Regions from separate parts of the Bos taurus genome. Here region 2 is linked to region 1. A link is a contact called in public Hi-C data. All regions are on one chromosome and are shown on one strand. The core of a region is the stretch at or near the end of the contact, and the rest is flanking DNA. Distances in the headings are between cores, read along the strand shown. Region 1 overlaps TSPAN9 (tetraspanin 9). Region 2 holds the start of TSPAN9 (tetraspanin 9).

The links. Hi-C and Micro-C count contacts between places; a contact is called where the count stands out from the background.
Region 2: a Hi-C map of skeletal muscle shows a contact between it and region 1, with 2.7 times the contacts expected there. A contact is called at or near these places in 2 of 11 Hi-C or Micro-C datasets (liver and skeletal muscle).

The regions. Positions count from the first base shown.
Region 1 is chr5:106,696,946-106,704,769 of ARS-UCD2.0, forward strand. The region is part of intron 2 of TSPAN9 (tetraspanin 9); the gene reads right to left. Among named protein-coding and RNA genes, the nearest start is that of TRNAG-CCC, 37 kb to the right of the region's middle.
Region 2 is chr5:106,741,438-106,749,261 of ARS-UCD2.0, forward strand. TSPAN9 (tetraspanin 9) reads right to left here and starts at 4,429. Exons shown (of 9, transcript XM_059887102.1): 1 at 4,357-4,429.

The DNA.
Region 1 (7,824 bases), core at 3,691-6,190:
TAGGCATTTCACACAGATTATCTCACAGAGGCCTCACATCTCTGTAGGCACATGCTATTATTATCTCATCTCACTGGTGAGGAAGCTGAAGCTGAGGTCAAGAAGCATGCTCAACGTCACACAGGTGCCACCGAGCCACGGGCCAGTCCTGAGAGCTGGCCCGGAGAAGCCCATCACCAAAGGGCGACCCCCTTCAGATACAGAGCGCCAGTTCCTGCCCTCTGCTTTTAGGCAGAAGCCTCCCCACCCCAAGCAGAAAATCAGCACAGAGCCCAGAACCTTCTCCCCACCCCCCCACGCGAGAAACCTGAAGCCAGAAGCCAGCATAAGAAGAAATTGTGAGAAGATCCAGTAAATATTTAGGAAAAATTTAAGAAGAGAAAAAAAGAGAGAACTGTTTTCACCAGCTCCATCAACTTCAGGAGAACACAGGCGGCTTTTAGAGGTTGTAAACGCTGGTGTGCGGGCTCCGCCGGGCCAGCGGGGCTCAGGTTTCCTGAGCTGGCGGGCAGGCCGGCCACAGGGACACAGCTGACAAGCTGCGGTGGCCTGGGGCAGTGACCATCCCAGCCATCCCAGCAGGATGCCCTTCAGGAGCCCAGAAGTCCGTGTGATGTCCAAGTTCACCCGGAGGACCAGCGACCCCGCAGGCAAGAGGATGCCAAGGAGGTATCCAAGACAACCAGGGACCACCTGAGTGGGAATGGAGGGCATGCGGGGGACAGGTAGGGACCAGCGGAAAGTGGGCTCTCACTCTTTCTGGTTCTGAATAGCTCCCCGCTCTGACCCTTGGGACTCCAGTACATATCAGGACTGGAGGGGGGTTTAGTATTTAAGGGAATACAGAGATCCAGCTTCTTTTTTTTTTTGTTTACATAGAATATTTTTTTATTTTTAATTGGAGGATAATTGCTTTACAATGTTGTGCTAGTTTCTACTGTACAACAACATGAATCAGCTGTAAGTATGTATCTATCCCCTCCCTCCTGAGCCTCCCATCCCTGTTCTCCCATCCCACCCCTCTAGGTCAACACAGAGCACTGAGCTGAGCTTGCCTTGCTGTTCAGCAGCTTCCCAGCAGCTGTCTGGTTTACACATGGTAGTGTATTTATGTCCACGCTACAGAGTTCTAGTTCTGAATGATGAATAAGTTCTAGAAATGGACAGTGGTGATGGCTGCACAAGAATGTGGAGGCGCTTAATGCCACTTGTGAAGGTGAATTTTATGGGTCAACTTGACCGGCTCAGGGGTGCCTAGATTAAACTCTATTTCTGGATGAGGGAGTTTCAGGTGAGGTCAGCACCTGCACCAGTGGACCAGGTAAAGTAGGGGGCCCTCCCCAACATGCGTGGACATCATCCCACCCACGGAGGGCCCAAATAGGACAAAAGGAGGAGGAAGGAGGGACTCGCCCCTCTTTGCTTGCCTCAGTATTTGAGCTGGGCCATCCCAGTTCATTTCCTGTCCTTGGACGAAGAACTATACCATTGGCTGCCCTGGTTCTCAGGCCTTTGGAACTCAGAATTTCACCACCTAGGTCTCTGGCTAGCAGATGGCAGATGGTAGGCCCTCTCAGCTGCCATAATCATGTGGACCAATCCCCCAAAATAAATATATAGTGTAAGCTGCTCAGTCGTGTCAGACTTTTTGCGACCCCCATGGACTGTATTCTAGGGAATTCTCCAGGCCAGAATACTGGAGTGGGTTGCCATTCCCTTCTCCAGGGGATCTTCCTGACCCGGGGATCGAACCCAGGTCTCCTGCATTACAGGAGGATTCTTAACCACCTGAGCTACCAGGGAAGCCCATAAGTATATGTCACATATAAATCTGCTTCCCTGGTGGCTCAGATGGTAAAGAATCATCTGCAATCCAGGAGACCTGGGTTCGATCCCCGGGTCAGGAAGATCCCCTGGAGAAAGAAATGGCAACCCACTCCAGTATTCTTGCCTGGAAAATGCCTTGGACAGAGGAGCCTGGTGGGATGCAGTCCCTGGGGAGGCAAACAGTTGAATACAACTGAGTGACTAACATGCTCACTTTCACATGTAAAATCACCACGCTAGTGGGCCGGGATCTAAATCTCTCTGATCCAAAATCTGTCGTCTTAACTGCAACAGGAGACCACTGTCTTTGTCCGCCTGAACACAAGCTCACAGGGCGTCTCACTGCTGGGAACCAAGGTTGCCGCGAAGGCCAGTATTTATCCAAACGACACATGCAGGGCCTTCAACGCCACGTGATACACCACATTCTGATCAATATCCACAAAACACAAGCACAAAGGCCGTTCTGAGCCAGGACCGTAGGTGTCCCCTGGGCTCGTGTGGCGGTCAAGTTCAAGCGTATCATCGGCCACAGAAATGCCAGCAGAACTGCAAGCTTCCCATCTTCACGCCTGAGGGAAACCTGGCCCGACCGGTATTACCTAACAGGCCGTGGCAGCGAGGCTTCATCTTAAATTGGGCTTTCAGAGCCCATTTGGAAGGCCTGAGCAGAAAATTCTTCTATCTGACAAAGACCATCTGAACTGCAGAGAAGAAAAATCAACCGGGATCACATGAAAGGAACTTCAATTAAGCTTTTCTTTCAGAGGGAGACGCAGAAAATGCCTCCTTGTCAGAACACGCAGGAAACACGACAGAGAAAAAGAATGCATACTTTTAAAATCATCCTTCAGTTGTAAATTTACAGCCAATTCAGGGAGAACACTGGAGGGACAGACTGTGATGGAGAAGGAAAGAAGGAATGGGGACCCAGGGCAGAGGTTCCACTCCCCGGGAGCTCACCCCACGCTCTGCTCAGGGAAAGTGCTGGAGACCTGGGGTCACAGGCAGGAGGGTCTTATCTGTTTCATAAGCACCCCGAAGTCCCTGGACACCCAAGACCTTTTTATTGTTACTATAGGTTACTAAAGAAAAAAATTTTAAGTCTCTATTGACTTTGTTACAATATTGCTTCTGTTTTTTGGGCCCCAGGCATGTGGGATCCTAGCTCCCCAACCAGGGATGGAACCTGCACCCCCTACACTGGAAGGCAAAGTGTTAACCCCTGGACCACCAGGGAAATCCCTGAAGAAATTTTAGAAATCACAGAAGAACATAAAACAGGAAATAAAAATCACTAACAATCACTACCATCATTAAGATTTTTGGTGTATTTTCTCTACTCTGTTTTTCTTCATCTTGCAAAAGGATTGGAATTTATAGAATATGCAGTTTTACATCTTATAGTATTTGCTTGATAGTTTGCCATAAGTATTATCTAGAATCACTATATATAATTTTTGAAGACTCAATGTTTCTTTTTCTTTTTTTTGGCTGCACCATGCAGCAAACAGGATCTTAGTTCTCTGGTGGTGGTTTAGTTGCTAAGTCATGCCCAACTCTTGCAATCCCATGGACTATAGCCCACCAGGCTCCTCTGTCCATGGCATTTTCCAGGTAAGAATACTGGAGTGGGTTGCCATTTCCTCCTCCAGGGGATCTTCCTGATCTGGGGCTCGAACCTGGGTCTCCTGTGCTGCAGGTGGTCTCCAGGATTGCAGGCAGATTCTTTACTGACTGAGACATCAGGGAAGCCGTTAGTTCTCTGACCAGGAGTCAAACACGCACCCCCTCCTGCATTGCAAATACAAAGTCTTAACCACTAGACTACAAGGGAAGTCCCAAAGGTATGTTTTTTTTTTTTTAAAAAAGGCTGTACTGTATCAAAATTTACAAACTAAACATCTATTGCTGATAATTTGGTATGTTTCCAATTTTTTACTATTGTAAGTAACATTACAAAGAAGATATATATGTATATACACATATGTATCTACGTCTATACATATACACTTGTATATGATTAGTTCCTTAGTATAAATTCTAAGGAACAGAATTACTGAGTCAGAGGGAAAGAATACATCTCAGGCTACTGATATAAATTTCTAACGAACTACTAAAAACAATTCTAAGTGACGTTGCATTTTTGCAACTCTAGACATAAACAGCATTTATGGGATTTCCCTGGTGATGCAGGGGATAAAACTCCACCTGCCAACGCAGGGGACAGGGGTTCAATCCCTGGTCTGGGAAGACCCCACATGCGGTGGAGTAATTAAGCCCGTGCACCACAAATACTGAGCCTGTGCTCTAGAGCCCGAGAGTCACAACTACTGAAGCCCAAGTAGCCCTAAAGTCTGTGCTCCGCAACAAGAGAAGCCACTGCAAAGCAACAAAAATCCAGAGCAGCCAAAAGAAATAAGTAAATAATTTTTTTTAAAGGAATTAAAACAAATACTCTTAGAGAGAGAAAGAGTCACTGGAAGAATTAATTTGGATAAGTCATGAAAAGTACCACTTAGCAACATGACAGGAACCTAGAAAACACTCAAAAAACAATAGCCTTTGTTTAAAAAAAATCATAATACACAATAACAAACCCACCAAAAAATTGCTTAATCCTCAATCCACTGGAGGAGATTAAAGAGTCCCACAGCTGTCTCTCTTGTCGGAAGCTCATCCAGGTCTTGGATGCTTGGGTAGAGACCCAGGGCCCCAGGGACTGCGCCAAACCCACAGAACCTCAAACCGGGGGTGAAGGAGGTCTGCCAAGGCTGGACTTGGAAAGGCAGGCGGGCAGCTGGTCAGCACGGAGCCTCAGCGGCTCTGAATCAGCTGTGCATGGAGAAGGAGGAAGACAAGCTACTGGGAAACCAAAGGGCAACAGCCACCCCAGCCAGGACGGGCCCTGGGACACCAAGAGTCAGCAGCGCCACGGTTCCCGGTGCCCCCGGCTCCTCCCGACCACGAGCCTGGAAGCAGGTGACCGGCACAGCACAGCTCCCAAACTGACCCTGACATATGTGCCATTGTCCACCAGCAGCACTGGGAGGTGAGTCAACAAGGCATTGTCTGACCGCTCTATCGAGAGGAAGCAGCTGGACAGACCGACACCAAGTGCAGGAAACCTCCACCTCCACCAAGGCTCCCCTTGGACCCTGCCCTGTGTGGGAGGCCCAGCATTAGCATCCTGCCTGCCTGTCCGCCCCACCTCCGGGGAACCCTGGCCAATCCTGCCGCACCCTCTGCCTGAGTTGACATCCTTACATTCTGCTCCCCTTTGCTTGGGAGCCAAAATATTGATACAAGCTCCTTACGCGGCATTTTGGCAACACTCATCGGGGTGGGGAGGTGGGTCTCCTGGGTTCAACCTACCAGTAAAGAGAAACCAAGGGGCAGAGAAACAAGCAGGGAAACAATAATCACCTTAATTTGAAAAGGACATGCCTGGTGGCAGGGAGGTGACTGTTTTTCTGCCTGAAAGGTGAGTAGCAAGCAGACACCAGCTCACCGCCACAACCCAGCCTGGGGCTGGGCATCAACCTCCCGGAGAAGGAGAATTCTTGCCAATTTCCTCATCTAGAGGCTGGACCGGGGGCTCTGAGGCGCCAACAAAGGAGCCCAGAGTCCCTGCCAGGTTTGGGAACAACTGGGAAGAGCAGCTGAGTGGTTCACATTTGACAGAGAGCCAGGCCTGCCTCCTGCCCTCATGCTGCGTAGCTGTTGGCCTAAGGCGTGAGGTGCTGCTCCTGCTGCTGCTGCTAAGTCTCTTCAGTCGTGTCCGACTCTGCGACCCCATAGACAGCAGCCCACCAGGCTCCCCCGTCCCTGGGATTCTCCAGGCAAGAACACTGAAGTGGGTTGCCATTTCCTTCTCCAAAGCATAAAAGTGAAGTGAAAACTGAAAGTGAAGTTGCTTTGTCATGTTTGACTCTTCTCGACCCCATGGACTGCAGCCCACCAGGCTCCTCCGTCCATGGGATTCTCCAGGCATGAGTACTGGAGTGGGGTGCCATTGCCTTCTCCGGCATGAGGTACAGCACACTTTAAATCAGGGCCTGCAACTCAAACCTGCAGACGCAGGCAGAACATGGGAATGAGCAAGTCCAGCCAGACACCCAGGCATGTCCCCAGCTGCATCAAGACCTGGATGGGTGGGGGGCAGGGGGTGTCAGGAAAGCACAGGCCCCACCCTGCTGTGATACCTGAGGCTCAGATGGAGCCAATAGTCGGCTCTGGGCCATTTGGGCTCCAGGCAATGGACCTCCTTTCATCTCTTTCAAGCCAGAACTCTCAAGTTTGTGAGATCTCTTCAGGGCTTCAAAGTTGGCTCTGAAAAATAGTAACATCACTGGGCCTGGATCTGACTTAGGGGCCAGATTATAACCTGGGCTCCCAAGGTTGGCTTTCTCATCTATAGTGAAAGTGAAAATGAAAGTTGCTCAGTTGTGTCTGACTCTTTGCCACCCCATGGACTTATATAGTCCATGGAATTCTCCAGGCCAGAATATTGGAAAGGGTAGCCTTTCCCTTCCCCAGGGGATCTTCCCAACCCAGGAATTGAACCAAGGTCTCCTGCATTGTGGGTGGATTCTTTACCAACTGAGCTATCAGGGATATATATCTGTATCCTCATAAGTGGGGGCAAATCTGAAAGCCTGGCGTGGCAGTGGGGTGGAGGATGAGATGGGGTCAGACCTGACCCCTGACCCACAGAAATCACCTGAAGAATGATGGGTATAAAGCAGGCAGAGTTGGAAGGGCCTTCGGGAGGAGCACCCCCAACCCGCTCAGTCTCTAAAGAGGAAACCTCCAGAGGCCCTGGCGGCAAGCCAAGACCCACAAACGAGCCAGTGGACAGAGAGGGGCTGGCCCCAGACCCTTGGGCTCCCACCATGTCCACAGAGACCCCAGGAGCCTCTGTCGTCTCATCTGGTTTGTCCCTGCTGGCTCTGTGACTGTCCCGCACGAGTTCAGCCGCATGAGTTCAGCCTCGGGACTGTGACAGGCAGCTGACCCCAGGCAAGGGTCCTGTGCTTGGCTCTGTTTCGCCCTCGGAGCACAGCCTCATCAAGGTGACCCGACCAGGTGACCGGAGGTTGCTCCCCACCCCCTGCAGCTCTGCTCACAGTGAATGGACGCTGTGGGCTGGCCCTGTGCCAAGCTCAGCCCCCAACCTCCCCCAGCCCTAGCTGTTGGCTAAGGGAAGAGGGCAGAGGGCGCAAAAGGGAGGGGGTGCCCTCAAAGGCACAGAGGCTGGGGCTCAGGGAAGGCAGGCAAAGGCCAGGGAGCAGGGCTGGGCCGGAGCGGGGCCTGGGGCAGCGGAGGAGAGAGGATGAGCGGATGGGATGGGGGTAGGAGGGGGCCTGGAAGAAGTCCAGGGTCCCCAAGCCAGGGGGGCTCTGGACCAGCTGGCCTGCTGGGCTTCTCCCACATCAGGGCACTAACCAGGCAGTGTGCAACCAGCCACGTGTCACCAGCCGGGTGTAACCAGCTGGATCCCAAAGGGCTCGCTGTGTTCCCTGAGGTGGGCCAGGGTTGCAGCCTGTTCCCAGGCCCTGGGGGTATCCTGTCTGAACTTGAAAACTTTTCACCCCCATGTCTGGAGCAGTCAGGCCCTGGATGTCTCCAGGCCAATCCCACAGCACACGTGGAAGCTTCCGACTACCAGCAGCGGAGAAGCATACGCCAGCCTTACAGAGGCAAGGGGGAGGGAGACAGGAGGAGACCAGCGGCTCCAACGTGGGGAACCTGGAGGGCTGAGGGAGCTGCGGGACCACTGGGTACACACCTCCCACCCTCACGATACAGCCAGGCCACCGGCAGGCACTAGGCAGCCCTTGGGAGGGACTTCCATCTCCTTCCATCTCCTTCCATCTCTCCCCCGGGAAGCCACCATAGCCACAGGGCATCTCACCTCCCCTGGTGGCACAGAGAATCCTAAGGAAGCCCAAGGTCACCCACACCTTCCAGCTCAGTCTCTGTCACCTGCTGCTC
Region 2 (7,824 bases), core at 3,179-5,678, 44 kb after region 1:
AGCTTTATTCATAGTGATGCTTCCTAAGGCCCACTTGACTTCACACTCCAGGATGTCTGGCTCTAGGTGGAGTGATCACAACATCACAGTTATCTGGGTCATTAAGATCTTTTTTGTATAGTTCTTCTGTGTATTCTTACCATCTCGTCTTAATCTCTTCTGCTTCTGTTAGATCCATACCATTTCTGCCCTTTTTTTTTCTGTCCTTATATGCAGTGCCCATCTTTGCATGAAATATTCCCTTGGTATCTCTAATTTTTTGAAGAGATCTCTAGTCTTTCCCATTCTATTGTTTTGTATCATCAGATGTAGATCAGCACAAACTCTTTTTTAACATTAAGAAAGCTTTATTTATTATTTATTTTGGCTGCACAGGGTCTCTGTTGCAATGCAGGTTCTCAATGCGGTGCGTGGACTTAGTTGCTGTATACGAACTCTTACTTGCAGTATGTGGGATCTTAGTTCCACGACCAGGGATCAGACCCAGGCCCCTGCATTGGGAGTGCAGAGTCTTATCCACTGGACCACCAAGGAAGTCCCAGCACAGACTCTTGTACTAAGACACACATTAAAGAATCACCCCCCAAGCAGTGTGGCAAAGCCAGGAGAGATGAAGACATAAAATGCCAAAAGGTTCTTTGGGGATGGCTCTGTGAAGGAGCTCAGACATGAGTAGGATCCTAAAGAGTGGAAGGAAGGAAAGGGGAGGCACAGTTCAGGAAGGTGGAACAGTCTGACTAAGAGACAAAGAAGGAATGAGCCAGGCATGCTGGGAGATGAGTCTGGCTGTCACCAGGGATCCCTGGGGGAAGAGAGTGGAAGATGAAGCTGGACAGGCAGGGCAGGTTGGGTAGGAAGGATGTGTGTGTGCGTGCTCTGTCGTTTCAGTCATGTCCAAGTCTTTGCAACTGTTTGGACTGTAACCCACCAATCTCCTCTGTCCATGGGATTTTCCAGGCAAGGATACTGGAGCCATGCCCTCCTCCAGGATCTTCCCGACCCAGGGATCGAACCCATGTCTCTTGCATTAGCGAGCGGGTTCTTTACCCACGGAGCCATCTGGGAAGCCCAGGAAGGATATGCAGTGCCAGCTAAGGCACCTGGATTAGATCCACACCCTCTTAGTCCGTGGGGTGCCCACCACAGCAGGCCTGGGCCTTGACAGTAGAAGAAGTCCTCTCCTCCTCTGTGAGTCTAGCTCCTCAGCTAGGTTATAAATAACAGGCACCACTTAACTGCACACCTGCTGTGTCTGAGGCCCTAAGCTACATGCTTCACATACACGCTCTCACTGCGCCTTCCAACAGCCCTGAGAGCTGGTATTGTTATCCTCCTTTTGTAAGCAGCAAGGGAAAGCTCAAAGAGGTGAAGGCACTTGCCCAGGCCTCACCTGCTCACTCATTTACTGAACAGATCTGCTGGTGCTGGGGCTTCCCAGGTGGCTCAACGGTAAAGAATCTGCCTGCCAATACAGGAGACTCAGGAAACACAGGTTCAATACCTGGGTGGGGAAGATCCCGTGGAGGAGGACACTGCAACCCACTCCAGCATTCTTGCCTGGAAAATCCCACGGACAGAGGAGCCTGGCAGGCTATGGTCCACGGGGTCACAAAGAGTCGAACACAACTGAGCGGCTGGCCGGTGCTAAAGTTATATTCACAGGGATGAGGACTGGCACTCTAGCCAGCTACCTACTTGCCTTATTCATTCCTCAAGGGCAACATTTATTAAGGACATAGTAGGAGCCTAATAAACCACACTGAGTAGGGTGGAGGTAGCCGGGGGCTGAGGGGATGGGCTAGGCTACAGTTTAATGGGTGTACAGTTTCAGTTTTGCAGCAAAAAAATTCTGGAGATCTGTTGCAGGACCATGTGAATATACTTCCTGCAACTGAACTGTACATTTTAAAATGGTTATGATGGTCGTTTTTATGCATTTCTTTTACCACAATTAAAAATAGAAAATAAACCAAGAACACATTAACTCACTGACTGGCTGCTGATAGCATCTTACACTGTTAGATACCCAAGGATGGAAGAGACCCTAAACACATTTTAACCCATAATCATCCAAAACAGAGGACTGGGGACTTCCCTGGAGATCCAGTGGTTAGGACTTTGAGCGTCCAATGCAAGGGGCACAGGTTCGATTCCTGGTCAGGGAACTGCCAGAAGCTCTGGGGCATGACCAAATTCCAAACACAAAGAGAGGCCTGGAGAGGGGCGGTAACTTACCCAGGGTTGCACAATTAGGCGATGTTGGGACTAAGGTAGGAGCCCAGGTCTTCTAGGTTCAACAGTGAAGAGTGACAGAGGCAGCTGACAGAGCAGAAAACACAGCCTAAGGGGTCAGAAGCCACGGGTTCAAGTTCTGCTTCTCCCACTTATGAGTTCGGTGACCTCAGGGAAGTCATTTATTCTCTCTGAGCCTCATTTTCCTAAACTATAAGGGAGCAATTTAAAACGACATATGCCTGGGGACTTCTCTGGTGCTCCAACGGCTAGGACTCCATACTCCAGGAGGCCTAGGTTCGATCCCTGCTCAGGGAACTAGATTCCCATGATGCAGCTAAAGAGCCTGCACGCCACAATGAAGATCGAAGACTCTGAGTGCTGCAGCGAAGATCCAAAGCAATCAAAGAAATAAAAAATTTTATTTCAAAAAATTTTTTAATTATGTAAAAAAATAAAAATGTGTTCATCAATTTAAAGATTAAAATATGACTTGCTGCTGTTGTCTAGTCACTAAGTCATGTCCTACGCTTTGCAATCCCATGGACCCCTCTGTCCATGGGATTTTCCAGCCAGGAATACTGGAGTGGGTTGCCATTTCCTTCGCCAGGAGATGCTCCCAACCCAGGGATCGAACCCACGTCTCCTGCATTGCAGGCAGATTCTTTACCGCTGAGCCACCAGGGAAGCCCATAAAATATGATTTAATCAGATCAAAAAAAATCCCCTCTCCATTCTGGTTCACTCTCAGCTGTTCCTGGCCTTGCACACAGCAGGTCTTCAACAAGCGATTGTAGAACTGAATCACCATTCAAGTTTATCCACCCCAACCCTCCTCTCTCGCTCACCCCTTCAACCCACAGCTCAGTTGCATGGGCCCTGCCAGGATCCGGCAGAGGATAGGAAGCCAGAGTGAACGGTCTGCCTCCCTGGCTGCATTCCTTAGCTAAATATAAATGATTTGTCCAGGCCATTGTTTGAAATTGTCCATAATATGTCTCCTCCCCTTCCCATTACTTACAATGACAAATTGACTGCACATCTTTATAGCAGAACATACATACAAAACATTCTCTGTGGTTATTTTTAGTAAAGAGAGGGAAGCTGGCTGATATGCAGGGATCAGAGCCTGAGTCCTCAGTATTCTCCACTAGTCCAGGAAAGCTTCCTGGAGGAGGAAATACCTGAGTCACCCCAGGGAAGGGGACAGCTGCCTGTCAGAAGGGCACCATCACATAAAGAGTTTGGTTCTCTGCAGTCTTATCCATGTTTGGGGTATGGGGAGGAAAGGTCTACCCAGCCCAGGGGGACCCCATACTAACCTAATGCTTCAAACCTCCCCAGACACTAGCAGCATTGGGGAAAGAGAGAAGGGACAGTACCTTTTCCAAAGACAGGAGATCCAAGACTCCAGCTCTGAAATACACGGCTACAAACACTGCTCTTGGTAAGGAGCCAGATTCTTGTTTGGACTTTTTAATTTCTTTATAACCACAGAAAGTTTTTTAAAGTCCCAAACTTGGATGCACAGATGGGCTACATCCCAGACCTCAGGGCCTGCCAAAGCCCTGTCACTGATTGCCGACCTGCCAGCGGTGGCCCAAGGGGTGGTCGGGGAGTTCCGGGGCTGCAGGCGGTACCCAGCCCTGACCGAGCTCCCGGCCCTCCCTGGGGGCGCTGAAGGGACCTCCCCGCGCTGGCCCGCTGGGTCCCACAGTCAGAACCCCTTGACAGCTCCGGAGCTCCGCCTTCCTGCTGCATCCTACAGACCCCCATCCCTCCGCCTAGGGTTCCGCCGGCCACTCCCGCACCCCGTTCCCGGAAGGTCCTCTTCCGAGCCTTTCCCCGTGAAGACCCCTCCTCGCCCCGTTACCGGGCCCCGCACACGTCGTCCCCTTCAGGCGGCTTGCCGCCCCCTCACAGGGAGCAGATCCCACCCCGCCCTCAGCTGGCCCACTGCCGCCCCCGACACCCCTTCCAGGGGCGCCCTGGGCCGCTCGCCCCTCCGCGGACCGGGTCGGGGGCTTGCCGGCCCGCCCCCCGCCAACCCGGACCTGTAACCCTGCTCGTTCCTGAGCCCCCGGCCCGCGGCCCGCCGCCCTGCCTGCCCCGGGCAGCACTCACCGAGCTCCCAGGAATGTGGGGTCCTGCTCGATTGGGCTCGCGCGCCGCAGCCACTGCCGCCGCCAGCGGAAACAGGGGGCGGGGCCTGCCCTGGACTGCGAGGCCTCGGGGCGGGGCCTGCCGAGGGGGTGAGGCGGGGCCTGGCCTGGTATGGCGAGGGCGCGGGGCGGGGCGCGGGCGCGGGGCGGGGCCTGCCCTGGAACGGCGAGGGCGCGGGGCGAGGCGAAGCCGGGAGCGGGGCGGGGCCTGCCCGGGAATGGCGAAGCCACGGGGAGGGGCGGGGCCGGCCTAGGGGCGGGGCTGGACAAGGGGGCGGGGCGAGGCGGGGCCGGCTGGAGAACTACAAGGCCGAGGGGGCCCGATCCCCGCGCAAAGGGTGGGGGAAGGGACGGAAGCGGGGACCTGGAGCGGACACTTCGGGTGGGGCGGCGGCTGGGGAAGGGGTGCGCGAGGCTGAGGGCGGGGTCTGGGGCCGGGGACCTCCAGCAACCCCGGCCAGATCCCCAGCGTTGGAGCTGGAGGGACCCAGCCGGACAGTGCCGGGCTCCGACTCCCCGAGCCAGGCATCCCGGGCCTGGCCCAGGCTTGGCTGCCCTCCGGGAGACTTCCTCCCTCCCCGCCGCCTGAATTCTTGGATCGGCCGCTCCTCCGGGGCAGTGGTACGACCTCTGCCCCTGCCCCATGCATGGGCCAGGGTGTAGGGGGAGATGAAGGCCTGAAGGTTCACGCCCCTGTGCCCGGTCTGGTCCCAACCAGGGTCGCAGCCTTGCGTCTGGAGCCGGGCTCTGTGCCCCCGCCGCCACACCTAGGCAGGAGACCACATGCTGGAGGAGCTGCTTTCTCCCCAAGAGTCATGGCCTCTTAAGTGTTGGTAAAGGGCACCATGCGCCCTGAGGACCTGACCAGCAGCTGGACAAACTCAGGTTACACATCTCCACCCCAGGGCTTCCTATAGGCCTTCCTTCCTGGGCCTGGACTCTCTTTCCGAGTGACCCCTAAACAGCCCCATTGCTGTCATAGAAATGCATTCTGTGCTTCTCACATGCACCATCCCCTGCTAAGTATGATTTGAGACAAAGTTTTTTTAACTAACTCATCATCCTTGGCCTTTCCTAGTTGGACTGGCAGCTAGGAAATCATACACACAATCTTATTTTTGTCTGTTAGATTGAACCCAATAACGCATTGCCTCTGACTCCCCTCTTCCTTCAAACCCTTGTTCAATGCCCCCATAAAGTCTTCCCAGGCTGACCCCCCCTGCCCCACCCCACAATCTCTCCAGTCACTAGGACAGCCTTTAGCACATGTAACCACTCCTCCCAGCTTCCAGAAGAGGAAGGTGAGACCAGAAGGAAAGGGACTTTCTGTGATGTCTGCTAGGTGAGTGATCTTACCGTAAAGACACTGGGAGCAGCCTCGGGTGGTAAGACAGGGCTTTGGAGCCAGACAGCTCTGGGATTGAACCTCAGCCCTGCCTTTCATGGGCTGTGACCGCTCTAGGCCTCAGTTTCCTCACCTGTGAAATAGGGCTTAATAATAACAATCCAGTAATACCAATCCCCAACCAGCAGTGCTGAAGAAGCTGAAGTTGAATGGTTCTATGAAGACCTACAAGACCTTCTAAAATTAACACCCAAAAAAGATGTCCTTTTCATTATAGGGGACTGGAATGCAAAAGTAGGAATTCAAGAAACACCTGGAGGAACAGGCAAATTTGGCCTTGGAGTACGGAATAAAGCAGGGCAAAGGAGAATAGAGTTTTGCCAAGAGAACACACTGGTCATAGCAAACACCCTCTTCCAACAACACAAGAGAAGACTCTACACATGGACATCACAATATGGTCAAAACGAAATCAGATTGATTATATTCTTTGCAGCCAAAGATGGAGAAGCTCTATAAAGTCAGCAAAAACAAGACCAGGAGCTAACTGTGGCTCCGATCATGAACTCCTTACTGCAAAATTCTGACTTAAATTGAAGAAAGTAGGGAAAACCACTAGACCATTCAGATATGACCTAAATCAAATCCCTAACAATTATAGAGTGGAAGTGAGAAATAGATTTAAGGGACTAGTTCTGATAGACAGAGTGCCTCATGAACTATGGACGGGGGTTTCTGACACTATACAGGATACAGGGAGCAAGACCATCCCCAAGAAAAAGAAATGCAAAAAAGCAAAATGGCTGTCTGAGGAGGCCTTACAAATAGCTATGAAAAGAAGAGAAGCAAAAAAGCAAAGGAAAAAAGGAAATATATACCCATTTGAATGCAGAGTTCCAAAGAATAGCAAGGAGAGATAAGAAAGCCTTCCTTAGTGATCAGTGCAAAGAAATAGAAAAAACAATAGAATGGGAAAGACTAGAGATCTCTTCAAAAACTTAGAGATACCAGGGGAACATTTCATGCAAAGGTGGGCTCAATAAAGGACAGAAATGGTATGGACCTAACAGAAGCAGAAGATATTAAGAAGAGGTGGCAAGAATACACAGAAGAACTATACAAAAAAGATTTTCATGACCCAGATAATCACCATGGTGTGATCACTCACCTAGAGCCAGACATCCTGGAATGTGAAGTCAAGTGGGCCTTAGGAAGCATCACTACAAACAAAGCTAGTGGAGGTGATGGAATTCCAGTTGAGCTATTTCAAATCCTAAAAGATGATGCTGTGAAAGTGGTGCACTGAATATGCCAGCAAATCTGGAAAACTCAGCAGTGGCCACAGGACTGGAAAAAGTCAGTTTTCATTCTAATCCCTAAAAAGGCAATGCCAAAGAAGGCTCAAACTACCACACAATTGCACTCATCTCACACACTAGTAAAGTAATTCTCAAAATTCTCCAAGCCAGGCTTCAACAATACATGAACTGTGAACTTCCAGATGTTCAAGCTGGATTTAGAAAAGGCAGAGGAACCAGAGATCAAATTGCCAACATCTGCTAGATCATTGAAAAAGCAAGAGAGTTCCAGAAAAACATCTATTTCTGCTTTATTGACTATGCCAAAATCTTTAACTGTGTGGATCACAACAAACTGTGGAAAATTCTGAAAGAGATGGGAATACCAGACCACCTGACCTGCCTCTTGAGAAATCTGTATGCAGGTCAAGAAGCAGCAGTTAGAACTGGACATGGAACAACAGACTGGTTCCAAATAGGAAAAGGAGTACGTCAAAGCTGCATATTTAACTTCTATGCAGAGTACATCATGAGAAACGCTGGGCTGGATGAAGCACAAGCTGGAATCAAGATTGCTTGGAGAAGTATCAATAACCTCAGATATGCAGATGACACCACCCTTATGGCAGAAAGTGAAGAAGAACTAAAGAGCCTCTTGATGAAAGTGAAAGAGGAGAATGGAAAAGTTGGCTTAAAGCTCAACATTCAGAAAACTAAGATCATGGCATCCAGTCCCATCACTTCGTGGCAAATAGATGGGGAAACAGTGGAAACAATGGCTGACTTT